2 separate regions of the Triticum aestivum genome follow, and region 2 is linked to region 1. Evidence: chromatin contacts called from public Hi-C data. All regions are on one chromosome and are shown on one strand. The core of a region is the stretch at or near the end of the contact, and the rest is flanking DNA. Distances in the headings are between cores, read along the strand shown. Region 1 has its middle 200 kb from the start of LOC123123914. Region 2 holds the start of LOC123123914 (arogenate dehydratase 3).

Region 1 (5,899 bases), core at 1,807-4,306:
ATGTTATTCCCTTTGTCATCGGTATGTTACTTGCCCGAGATTCAATCGTCGGTATCTTCTTACCTAGTTCAATCTCATTACGGGCAAGTCTCTTTACTCGTTCCATAGTGCATCATCCCGCAACTAACTCATTAGTCACATTGCTTGCAAGGCTTCATATGATGTGCATTACCAAGAGAGCCCAGAGATACCTCTCCGATACTCGGAGTGACAACTCCTAATCTCGATCTATGCCAACCCAACAGACACCTTTGGAGATACCTGTAGAGCATCTTTATAATCACCCATTTATGTTGTGACATTTGATAGCACATAAGGCATTCCTCCGGTGCCCGGGAGTTACATAATCTCATAGTTGGAGGAATATATATTTGACATGAAGAAAGCAGTAGCAATAAAACTGAGCGATCATTATGCTAAGCTAATGGATAGTTCTTGTCCATCACATCATTCCACTAATGATGTGATCCCGTTTATCAAATGACAACTCATGTCCATGGCTAGGAAACTTAACCATCTTTGATCAACGAGCTAGTCTAGTAGAGGCATACTAGGGACACGGTGTTTTGTCTATGTATTCACACATGTATCAAGTTTCCGGTTAATACAATTCTAGCATGAATAATAAATATTTATCATGAATAAGAAAATATAAAATAACAACTTTATTATTGCCTCTAGGGCATATTTTCTTCGGTTGCGTAGTAGACATCAGTCAACAGGGTTAAAAAGCTGCGGCCAAGGAATAAAGATATGGCGGGTTAATATTGTAATGATAAGCCACCTAAGTGATTGCAATGATATTTCTGCAGCAGCAAGCTGGTTATGGTTATTTCTACTCGGAGACCACCTGACACTATTCAAAATATTTTATAAATGGGAAATAAATGTTCTCACTTAAGTTAGAAGTTTGTGTGTGGTCTTTTTATAGTATATCAAGGATACATGGCATGCATGTTTTCATGTGTACATTGTGTGAAGGTGCAGTCTTGGGATCGATGTTATGCGAAGGCTAGCGGAGTTGGCTAGATCTGCATAAGTAGGTCCTTGGGCGCCAAAGAGGCTCCCTACCTTTGCTCATCCCATTTCCTATCTAAGCCGCCACACGTAAGTACCCCTATTTCTCTCACCCTAACGATACTGTGACTGACCGGCTAGGATCTCCTTCCCCTTATAATCATTCCCGCGCTCCTTTGCATGGCCCATGCGGGCTTGTTTCTGGTGCAGTTCTTCTCACAACTCATTCTCATGTTTCTATTCTAACTCATGCCTCAAGTCCCTTTCCCAAGGCTTACCTTACGTGTACTGGTACTTAATAGGGCCATTGACCTCCTCATGCTCTGCCCTATGCTCCTCGCCAGTACGGGAGTAAGCCAAAGGAGTAAATTCATGGTCTAGGCTGCATTTAGTCGGCCAATTTCTAGCAGAAGCATGGACACGGTGCCCTGGTCATTATCACCCATTTGAGAACTGCCCAAACTATTGTTGCTGCTAGATGCCTCCTGGTGTGGGCTTTCCTTTATCGATGAGTTGCATCCAGGTGACACCATCAACTAATGTGCCCACTGGGATGCCGAATCCACCATTGATTAACAAATCCCATCCACGTGAACTAGACTGCCACAATCAAAATAGAAGTGTGGAATATTCTCATAGAAGAAGTCATACCACATTCCAATCAAGTCCTCTAGTGAGTATTTGAGGAAAAACCTTGCACAAAGGGCTCAAACGCTGGAATTTTTGCTCAAACCCCGAGGTGTTTGCCGCTCACGAATCCATCTTTCTCCACATCCACTCAAACCACCTCATCGAGCCAGATCCCAAGTACTTTACCAAAAGCTTTCGATCGCTTGTTCAACGGTGAACTAACATCCGAACCCAAGCTTCGACCGTGTCAAGCACCATCTCGGAGGGCTTCGTGTTTCCTTCATAATTGTTTAGGACAATCACATTAAAATCAAACTGCCAAGGTCCATTGTTCATTGTAGTCAAAAATATTTCCACCATCATCCATAATTGTGCTTCACGGTGTAATCCCAGGCCCTCTGCATCGTCCTATGAAGAGCATGAATGTTCAATGGCCTCAACGAGCACAATTTGCCCACCACCGACCAAAGTATCAGTCTGGGAAGATCCAACCCGTGTTTTGTGAAGATGAACCCAACATGGTCCTTCTCTGTCAACAACTCACCCAGTTTTGGCAAGAGACTAGTTGCCTCTTGCAAGTCTTGCCTTCTGCCGGAGACCTAGATGATTCCTTGCTCGTCGATCCTCCCGCCGCCCTAGTAGACGTGGTAGCCATGGTGGAGAGGAACACCACCCGATCAATGAGTAGGCCAGCATTGTTGCTGCCCCTAGCACCACCGAAAGATCGGCACCCATGAACAAAAAACCCTAACCCCAGCGACAACTCCCCCCCCCCCCCCCCCCCCCCCCAAAGTTGCCTCACGGATGTTTTTTCTCGTGGTGGACCGGCTACACCCACTGAAATCAACATAAGGTTTTACCGTTTCACATAATTTTTGCTAAGACGAGAATGATTAGGGCACTTACAATGCCAGGCGCTTATATAGACGCTTGTAGAGAAAAAATAAATACAAAATGATAAATATTCACGTAAGCGTTCCCTCGTTCAACCTAGCAGCTAATACGGGCGCTAAAAACTCGTAAAACAGTTGTCATTGCGTTCAATATTTTATCTCGTGCAGCAAGGAAAACCTACAAGCGCCTGACTCCTCCGTTTGCATCGATGCCCAGGCAGACTTCTGGATTATCTAGCGTATCTACCGATCGGATGAGAATTTGATCCTGGCACCTCCTGCTAGCGTCCTGCATTGAAGATGCCCTTAGCGACCTGCCGGTTGGACAAGCCTTGGGACGTCAACCGAGCTTCCGAGAGTCAATGCTGTTATGAATAGTATCATAGGCGCGAGGACAGGTCAGAGACGGCGTCCGTGGTTCACAAATGTGGAAATATTCGCATAACACGGCTCTGCCACTGCCCCCGCCGGCCCTAAATGTGTGAACTCTGAGCAGTTCAGGGGTATCGCGTGTCAAACCGCGCGCGAGAATCCACTTTATTATATACAGCCTACATATATATATATTGTATGTATGGCGGCCTTCTAGAACGATTGCGTTTCTGGACCGTATTGGTTATTCGCCGATTCCGGACTATTATACCACTGCTGATGCTACTTACCTGTACGTTTGTCAAGTCTGGACAACGATGGATCGTAGGGTTGGGTTCAACTACCAATGGCAGGGCACCACAAACGCTCCTTTTTCCATTTTAGATGGCTCATCTTTTTGTGGTGGGTGGGGTCTCATCGCATCATCAGCATGGCTGGATAGGGTCACTTTTCTTGCACTTGTGCCAATCATGATAACGAAGGTAACCAATAAAGCGTCCCCACGATATTTAGCAACTGCAAGTGGGCACGCGCTGGAAGATGTGCTCCTATTCCACACAGAGGGACTGTCCAATGTAGAATATATTAGGACTCGTCAAAAACAAAAGTGTAGAATAAGCCGTTTGTTGTTCAGATTTCACTCTCGTAGGCAGAATCTTCTATATTTAAATAGTTAGCCCCCACTATCAGATTCCTCTACACATACGTGCTTACACATCACCTCAATTATTTACAGCCTTTCGATCAAAATTGTGTGGCATCAAGGAGTTATGCATGTGTTCATAAGTGAGTAGATTCTCCGGGCGAAAGTCTTGCACCTTCTCCGGTCGGTGCCGATGTTGGCGATGTTCTTGAGCATTGCATTCCTTCCTGAAGGCACATCGCGGAGCTACGTCCATCTACTGCCGCAACTGTCTGGTGTTTCCGGGTGAAAACCCAAGCTCCATTGGAGCGGGCGGCGGCGGCAATTATGTCGTTACCTTCTTGGAGGCACCGCCTTGGAAGCAATGACCTTTGTGGAGTGGTGGTCTCATGGCAGTGGTGCAGAGTTGTGTCGCCGTCGGGGTGATGGAGGCCGGGGCGGCGGCTCTGGACGGTGGATGTACGCCGAGGCGGCGGCCTCGGATAGCAATGCAACGGTGCCTCTATGGGGTAGAGTCGCGGTTGTGCATTGTTTTGGTGGCGGCTTGGTGCTGCGTGGGTAGCGAGGTCGTCGGCCTGGTCGATGCGCCCTAGAGGGGGCGGTCTGACTTTACGTCGGGGCGGCGGCCCCGGATGTGGTGCGACGTTCGTGGTCTGCGAGCGGTTGCCCTAAGCAGCGTGGGCTGCGGGCAGCCGGGTTGCGCGGCGTTGCTGCTCGAGGGGAGTGGTGGTATGTCGGGGCGGCGGCCCCGGAAGGCGGTGCCGGTTGATTGCGCTGGGCGCGAGGGAGCGGTGGATGTCGGGGCGGCGGCCCCGAGAGAATCACTGTGGCGGCCAGACTTCTGTGGCAACGATGATGGTGGGAGCGATGTCGGCGACGCGGCAATGGTTGCGATAGTCGGCTCTTCTTCGGCGTGTCCACGGTATTGCCTCGGTTTGTTTGTTGCTGTGGAGTCGAAGTTGCGGCGACGGGGCCCTGTGGTGTACGATGACTGGCTGCAGGTGGCCCTTTCGGCGATCTTCCGTGGCGCCAGCCGAGCCTGATTTCGTTCTTCTGAGTTCTCCGTCAGAGTCGGAGTTGCGTTGTCTGGCCGCAGGTCGGCATGTTGTCGATAAGGGTGGGCTTTGCCCTGTGTGTTTCAGTCTATGGGAATGGGCTTGGCCCTTGTTGTTTCGGTTTTTGCCCGGTTTTCCGTAATTAACTGGGCAATTCTCTTCTGCTTATTTAATAGATGAGGCAATCTTTGCCTCCGTTTCGAAAAAAAAATTATGCCATCTCATTGGTCATGCATGTCTTTTTTTTCCAACGCATGCATGCATTTTTGCATTAACCTATCAACTCAAACAACGCCACTTCATCAATCATGTCTTCTTTTTGTGGAGATTTTTTTTCTCTTTTATACATCATTTTGTCACACACACTTCTTTTATGTTTTATCATTTTAAATATGTAAAACTCTTACATTTGTTTCCATTGGTTTTAGGCACTTATTTATGCATTGATTTTAACATGGTTCCCGCAGCAACGCGCGAAGCATCATCTAGTTAGACAAGTCGCTGGAATATTAGCAAAGCACACGTCAAGAAGCGCAATTTTGTTTTTGAGACAATGAAGAAGCATAAATAAATGGACGTAATTGTCACGCGGGCTATCATCATTCTGCTTGCAATGATGGCAGGCCGTCGTTTGGGCCTGTTGAGGCAAAATCCAGCGTTAGTCTGGGTACGTTCAATAGCTAGTACTTGCCTTTCCCTCAAAAAAAAAAAGCTAGTACTTGCCGACCCTTAAAAAAACAGCTAGTACTTGCCATGAGGTTAAAGAGTTTTCTCTTCTCGCATATTCGATTATTCGGATCTGACGAGTTTAGGTTGGTGTTCAAACTTTGTCGGTTGGTTTGATTTTTTGTGAAGTTGAAGTGTTTCATCGACATCATGGTGAAAAATTTGTGATCCGACGTCCTGCACTTCTAGGGGATTATCCCCAGCCCAAGTACGTTCACCGATCGAGGCTTTTCATCTTTTTGGATGGGCGACTTAAGGTGCTTTTAAAAACCATTACTGGTAATATTCGTTCGGGTGAAAAAGCGATAACCTCCTTGCTCTAGTCCAATTGCAGCCATTTTACTGAAGTCTTTGAAGTATTTCTTCTAATAGAGATTGATGCAGTGAAGAAGATGTTTTCAAGAGATTTCGTTGTAATTCTTAGTCGTAGGAGTTACTTTGTATTTTTTTTAATTTTATATCGAATCAGTGTACCTATAATTGTTATGAGTATGAATAAGATTGCAAGTGTTTCTAAAAAAAAACCAGCTAGTACTTGCTTGAACCTAGCCTCAAGTTACCTC
Region 2 (5,899 bases), core at 967-3,466, 200 kb before region 1:
TTATCAGAGAAAGTTAAGTCTGCTCAGATCTTTCTGCTGCGAAACACGCGCCACTGGCTGGAGGGAGCAGGGCCTCCACATATCCCGTGCTACCAGTGGCAACTTGTAACTGCAAAAATGGCAATTCAACCCTAGAATAATGATTTTGCAGATTCTCTGGGCCTGTGCAGTGCTCCACATGAATTCGGATTCCCTTGTCGGATCTTGAATCTTTGTTCTGTCGAATCACAATCATGGTTCTCTTCAGTCTTGGACGAGGCCAATGCTCCAAGAGAAGCAAACAGAACAAAATGATTCAAATTCCTATGTCGTTGAGTACTGAAGATTAGCAATAGTATAATGAAGAACAAGACATAGTATTTTTTTGTATAAAAGCACCGCAAATTTCACAGTTCAGCTCGTATACAAAGCACACCATCCTAGTATTGCACAAATTCCAGTATCGTTACACATAGTTTTCTTCTGCTATTGGAAAGAACAGCCAGTCTTCAATGTGCCAATGTCTGTATTCTACTCCGTACAAGTTGAACACCGAGAGGCACAAGAAAGGGGGGTAGCGATACTCTACCCTCAGATCTAGCACAACAAAAAATTACAGCAATCAAGTAATGATAATGCTATCTTACACATCCTTTAATTACTAGGCATCATCAGCAATCTTACACCTATGCACACAGCTAAACAGCAGAGTAGTACTAGAAAGAGCCTTATTGCATCTGTACACAAATACTAGTACGTAGAGGCAGCTGCTCGAGTACCAGAATGGAAATTTCCAGGTCCAATTCCAAATTCGATTGTGCCGAACTATCTAATTCGATCACTTCACTTGTACTAGTACCATGGTGGGAGGATCACTGTTCTGTTCTCCTCATTGCAGATCGTAGACGTTGGTGTCCGCGGCGTAGCAGCCAAGAACTCGGACGAACACGGCGAATTTCTCGATCTCCTTGATGGCCTCGCGGACGAGCGGGTCGTCGGCGGCACCCTCGCAGTCGACGTAGAGGACGTGCGGGAACGCGCGCAGCGTCGGCGCACCGCGGGCGCCCGTGTCCAGGATCATCACCGGGGGCCGCGGCTCGCCGACGCCCGCTTCGTTGTTGATGACCTCCAGCTTGGACATGTTGATGTTGCGGGAGGAGAAGGCGGAGAGCACCTTGAGCACCACCGCCATGGACCCGCCCCGGTGCGCGACCACCATGCTGGTCTTGGCGTCCGCGTCCACGGGGACCGCCACCGGCGACGGCGGCTTGGAGAGCAGCAGGAAGCGGGTGACGTTCCAGGACTCGTCCTGCAGGCCGTGCGCGAGGACGTCGAGGCCGTAGAGGTCGGCGGCGCGCGGGCTGGCGATGGCGGCCGTGTCGAGCATCATGTTGGAGCGCAGCATCTCGACGGCGCCGGCCGTGTCCTCGACCGGCTCGCGGTCAACGCCGAGGCGCGCGAGGGCGCGGCCGCAGTGCGCGAGCGCCATGGGGTGGCTGATGACCCGGCGCACCTCGGTGGCGCGCACCCCGGGCATGGCGAGGAGGCAGTAGTGCACGAAGAGGTTGATCTCCTGCGCCACCACCAGGTCGTGCCGCAGCAGGAGGTCGTAGTTCCGCAGCGCGGTGCCCTCCATGGTGGACTCCACGGGGAGGATCGCCCGGTCGACCAGGCCGCGGTCCACGGCCGCCAGTGCGTCCGCGAAGGCACGGCACGGCACGGTCTCGCACCCGGGCAGCGCCGTCTTGGCCGCGAACTCGCTGTACGCGCCCGGCGCGCCCTGGTACGCCACGCGGAGGCCCGTCCCGTCCTGGCCCCCGCCGCCCGTGGTCACCGACAGGTGGATCCGGTCATGGCCGTTCACGTGCGTCTTGCCGTTAACGACGCCGTGGCCGTTGATGGCCCCTTTCTTGCCGTCGGCGCCGGCGCCGTTGATCTGTACCTTGCCGTTGTGCGCTTTCTTGGAGTGCCCGTTGACGTGCGGGGCGCCGTCGACGACCCTGGCCGCCCGGACGAAGGACGGCGACCTGGAGGAGGAAGGCCTGGCGCGGTTGGGCTTGGGGAGGAGGAGGTGCTTGGAGAGGTGGAGGGAGGAGGTGTAGGCCATAGATTTTCCGGGCGGTGAGGTCGGCGGTGGTTGGAATCGGAGTAACAAGCGTCGAGAGGGGAAGCTTCTTGACTTTTTATACACGCGGAAATGGTACTACTCCAGAGTGGCTTGGCCGGCTTCGCTGCTTATATAATTCTACCGCAAGTTCTTGCCGCCTTTTCTCCGAAGGTTATTCTTTGGTGTGGAAATTTCCCACCGGGTTCTTGCATGCTTAGCATCAACTCAAATTATCAATTGTTACCATCAGTAGTCCATCAGTGTCACCCTCGTTGCTGGAGCGAATGCCGTCGAAGAGATCGTAATCCGTAGGGCCGGGCGCGACACGATGCCACGGCGCGCATCCGGACGCGTGGTTTCTTGGGTGACCCGGAGTCGCGGCACCGGCTCCGCCGTCGGATCTCCTGGCCGGGCGGGCAGGCGGGGCAGTGGCCGGTCGCTGTGGGCTCGCTCTTTTCTCTTCTCTCCCCTTTCCGGGCTGGCCGATTGGTGCGGCGGGCGTCGCTGTCGTGGGTGAATGCCGACGGGGTCGCCGTTGTCCTGTGGCTGTAGTGGCTGTTAATGGTAAGAGATGGTGGATCCAGGAGGCTGTACAAAGGTGATAAGCTCGAAAAGTCATTCCTGTGGCTCCATGCGATAAGAACGTGCCAGATATAATACAAAAATGATGACAGCGAAGTATCCTGCTACTTGGACCAAATCTATTTAACGCTGGTTGCATGTGTGTTTTCCAGGCGAGTTTCTATTGATTAAGGCTAGTTTAAATTAAAAATAAACGGAAATTTCCTTTTTTATACTCCCTCCGTAAATAAATATAAGAGTGTTTAGATTACTAAAATAGTGATCTAAACACTTTTGTATTTCTTTACAGAGGGAGTATATATTTAATCAAAATAACCAGAAATTTCTGACGCAACAACATGTTGAATGCAATCCAGCGAAACATGAAATCATCTTTTATAATGTGGGCAGCCCCATTAGCCGATCTCCGCACCCATTTGGTCTTGTATCCTTTTCGGTGAATACGTTTAGTAGCGTATCAATTCATTGATAGGAGGGTAGAAAGCAGTTGTTAAAAATACAAGGCGCAGCCGCGCAAGCATGCACAAAGAGGCACTTGCGAGGGTGCGGCAGTGAGCAGGGGAAAGAGAGGTGCTCAGCCTCGGTACAGATAGCTCAGGTTACATGAATAATGGTAGCTAGTCCCTTGGCGCCCGCCTTGGCCCATAGGCGAGCATCGTCTTTGATAGCAGTGATCAAATCGCCGGTGGAGGGGTGCAGGCCATCGAAGATGGCCACATTACGATGCTTCCAGATGGCCCAGACGGAGCGCGACGATGGAGTTGAGGCCTTTTCTCAGGCAGCCAGGGGAGGCCTCGGACGCCATAGACCACCAGGTGAAGAAGCTCGTTGCGCCATCCAGTGGAGGGGCAACAAGGCGGCACCAAGAAAGTATCTTGTGCCAAATGGTGTGGGAGAACGCGCAGCCGATGAGTAGGTGATCAATGGATTCAGTTTCTTGGTCACAGAGGATGCATGTGGCGTCGTGGGAGAGGTCATGGCGCATCCGCCGCTCTGCTGTCCAACATCAGTCGAGGGAGGCGAGCCATAGAAACACTTTGTTGTAGTTGGGGGCCCATCTCTTCCACAGTAGTTTCCAACATGGCTGTGAGGTTGATCCATGGAACAGTGCTTGGTAACATGACTTGGCGGAGTAGGTACCGTTTGCCGCCCACTTCCAGGTGAGACGGTCTGGCTCACTTGTGAGGATGACTTGCTGAAGCTTACGCCACATGTTGACGTACTCGATGATCGCCAGTGGCCCAAGTGTACCGTGGATGTCACCAATCCAAGCAGACTGGGTGAGGCCGTCGCGCACCAACGTGCAACGGCGTCGTCGACGTGGAACAAGGGAGACTAGGACGGGGGCGATGTCAGAGATGGCTTGCCCCTCAAGCCAGTGATCGCTCCAGAAGTGGCATGTCCTTCCTTCACCAAGATGCCATGAGGTGGAGGCGCGGAAGAAGCGACTTGCCTCGTCATCTTGGGGGAGCTGTAGGTGGTACCATGGACGCGAGGGGTATGTGGCTTTGAGCCACAGCCAGCGAGATGCCAACAAGGTGTAGGTCATGCATGCCGAGGTTGTCATATTCCAGGGGGCGGTAGATGCGCGACCAACTAACTAAGCAGCAGCCCGAGTTGGCGTCCCGACGCCCATGCCAGAAGAAGTCATGGATGATGCACATGATTTTCTTAAGGATCGTTGGGTTGATGGCAATTTCCATAAGGATGTGACGGGCATGGCGCTGAGCACGTGGCGCATGAGGGCAAGCCGCTCGCCGCGGGGGAGGAGTGTGACCTTCCAAGTTGCAAGCTTCCTCGCGAGCTTGTCCACCAATGGTAGAAGCTCTGAGGAGGGGGTCTTGCGGATGGAAAGGGGAAGGCCCAGGTAAGTGATGGGGAAGGGAGTGACTGCGCACGCGAGCGTGGAGCTGATGGTCGTGGTCACCTCGTCGCCGCAACAGATGGGGGTGGCGGAGCATTTGAGGAATTTGGTGCAGAGTCCAAAGGCGTCGCCGAACACGTGGAGCAGCTCGTGGATTGTGGCCAGATGGGAACTGGTTGGATGGCAGGAGACGACCACGTTGTTGGCAAAGAAGGAGATGTTAGACGCGACATGCCGGGTGGTGAGCCGTTGGAGCATGCGGGCGCACATCGCATGCTGTAGCAGTGAGTTTAGCGTGTCGATCACGATGGCGAAGAGCAATGGAGAGATGGGGTCATGTTGGTGCAGTCCGCATGTCCACCGGCGGCCCAGGGTTGCCGTTGATGAGGACGCGCGTGGATGCCGTAGAGGTGAGGATGCACAACCATTCGCACCACTGGCGTCCAAAACCGAGGTGTTGCAGAGTTTGCAGAAGGAAGGGCCAGGAAACCGTATCGAAAGCCTTCGCAATGTCGAGCTTGAGTAGGATTCTCAGGGTCTTTAGGTTATGAAGCAAACGTGCCGTTTGTTGGACCAGGAGAAAGTTGTCGTGCATGCTACGACCGGCGATGAAGGCGCTCTGCTTGGTGGAGACGAGCTGCCCGGTGCAAGCCTGAGGGATAGGACTTTCACAAATAGTTTAGCCAGCAGATGGATCAAGCTGACCGGCCGGTAGTCGGCGAGCACGCACGCATTGGGCTTCGTGGGGAGGAGGACGAGCAAGGCCTCGTTGAGCTTGTGCAAGCCCATGCCGTTCAAGGCATAGAGCTTGTCAAACGCAACACAGATGTTGGCCTTGATGATGGGCCAGCATGCACGCAAGAACTCGGCCGTGAACTACTCTGGGCCAGGCGCTTTGCCAGTGGGGAGCTGCTTGACGGTAGCATAGATTTCTTCCTTGGAGAACGGGTGCTCTAGGTCCGCGGGGTCGAAGTGGCGCGGGTCGATGCTATCGAGGTCAATAGAGTGGTCTCTGGGGGTGGATGATCCCAGGATGGAGGTAAAGTGCTAGAAGGCCGCCTTGGCCATCTCCACCTCATCAAAAACGGTCAGCGAGCCCACACGGAAACTGGCCACATGATTCTTCTACACGTGGTGGGCGGCGTGTATTTTGAAGATTGCCACATTGGTATCCCCCTCACACAGCCAGCCAAGGCACATGTGCTGACGGAGGATGGAGCGCTCAAGGGAGGCCAACCCAAGATAGGCCCGTTTGAGCTCACGGCAAAGCCAGCTTTCATCTGGGGCCAGTGGCCTAGAGTCTTGCGCCACGTCGAGACGGTAGATGATCTCGCGCGTGATCTAGAGCTGCAGGGTGATGTTGCCCA

Evidence for each region. A called contact is a pair of places that touch in the nucleus more often than the background predicts.
Region 2: a Hi-C map of leaf shows a contact between it and region 1, with 2.7 times the contacts expected there. The contact joins the promoter of LOC123123914 here to the enhancer-like site in region 1. A contact is called at or near these places in 2 of 5 Hi-C or Micro-C datasets (leaf and root).

What each region holds. Positions count from the first base shown.
Region 1 is chr1B:357,377,873-357,383,771 of IWGSC CS RefSeq v2.1, reverse strand. No RefSeq gene overlaps it. Among protein-coding and RNA genes, the nearest start is that of LOC123123914, 200 kb to the left of the region's middle. Within about 2 kb of position 3,056, at least 2 of the 8 cell types and tissues checked have an H3K27ac peak or open chromatin away from gene starts, as enhancers often do. A contact at or near this core is called in leaf, where this site is marked.
Region 2 is chr1B:357,578,046-357,583,944 of IWGSC CS RefSeq v2.1, reverse strand. LOC123123914 (arogenate dehydratase 3) reads right to left here and starts at 2,216. Exons shown (of 1, transcript XM_044544572.1): 1 at 402-2,216. The coding sequence starts at 2,086. The coding sequence ends at 869.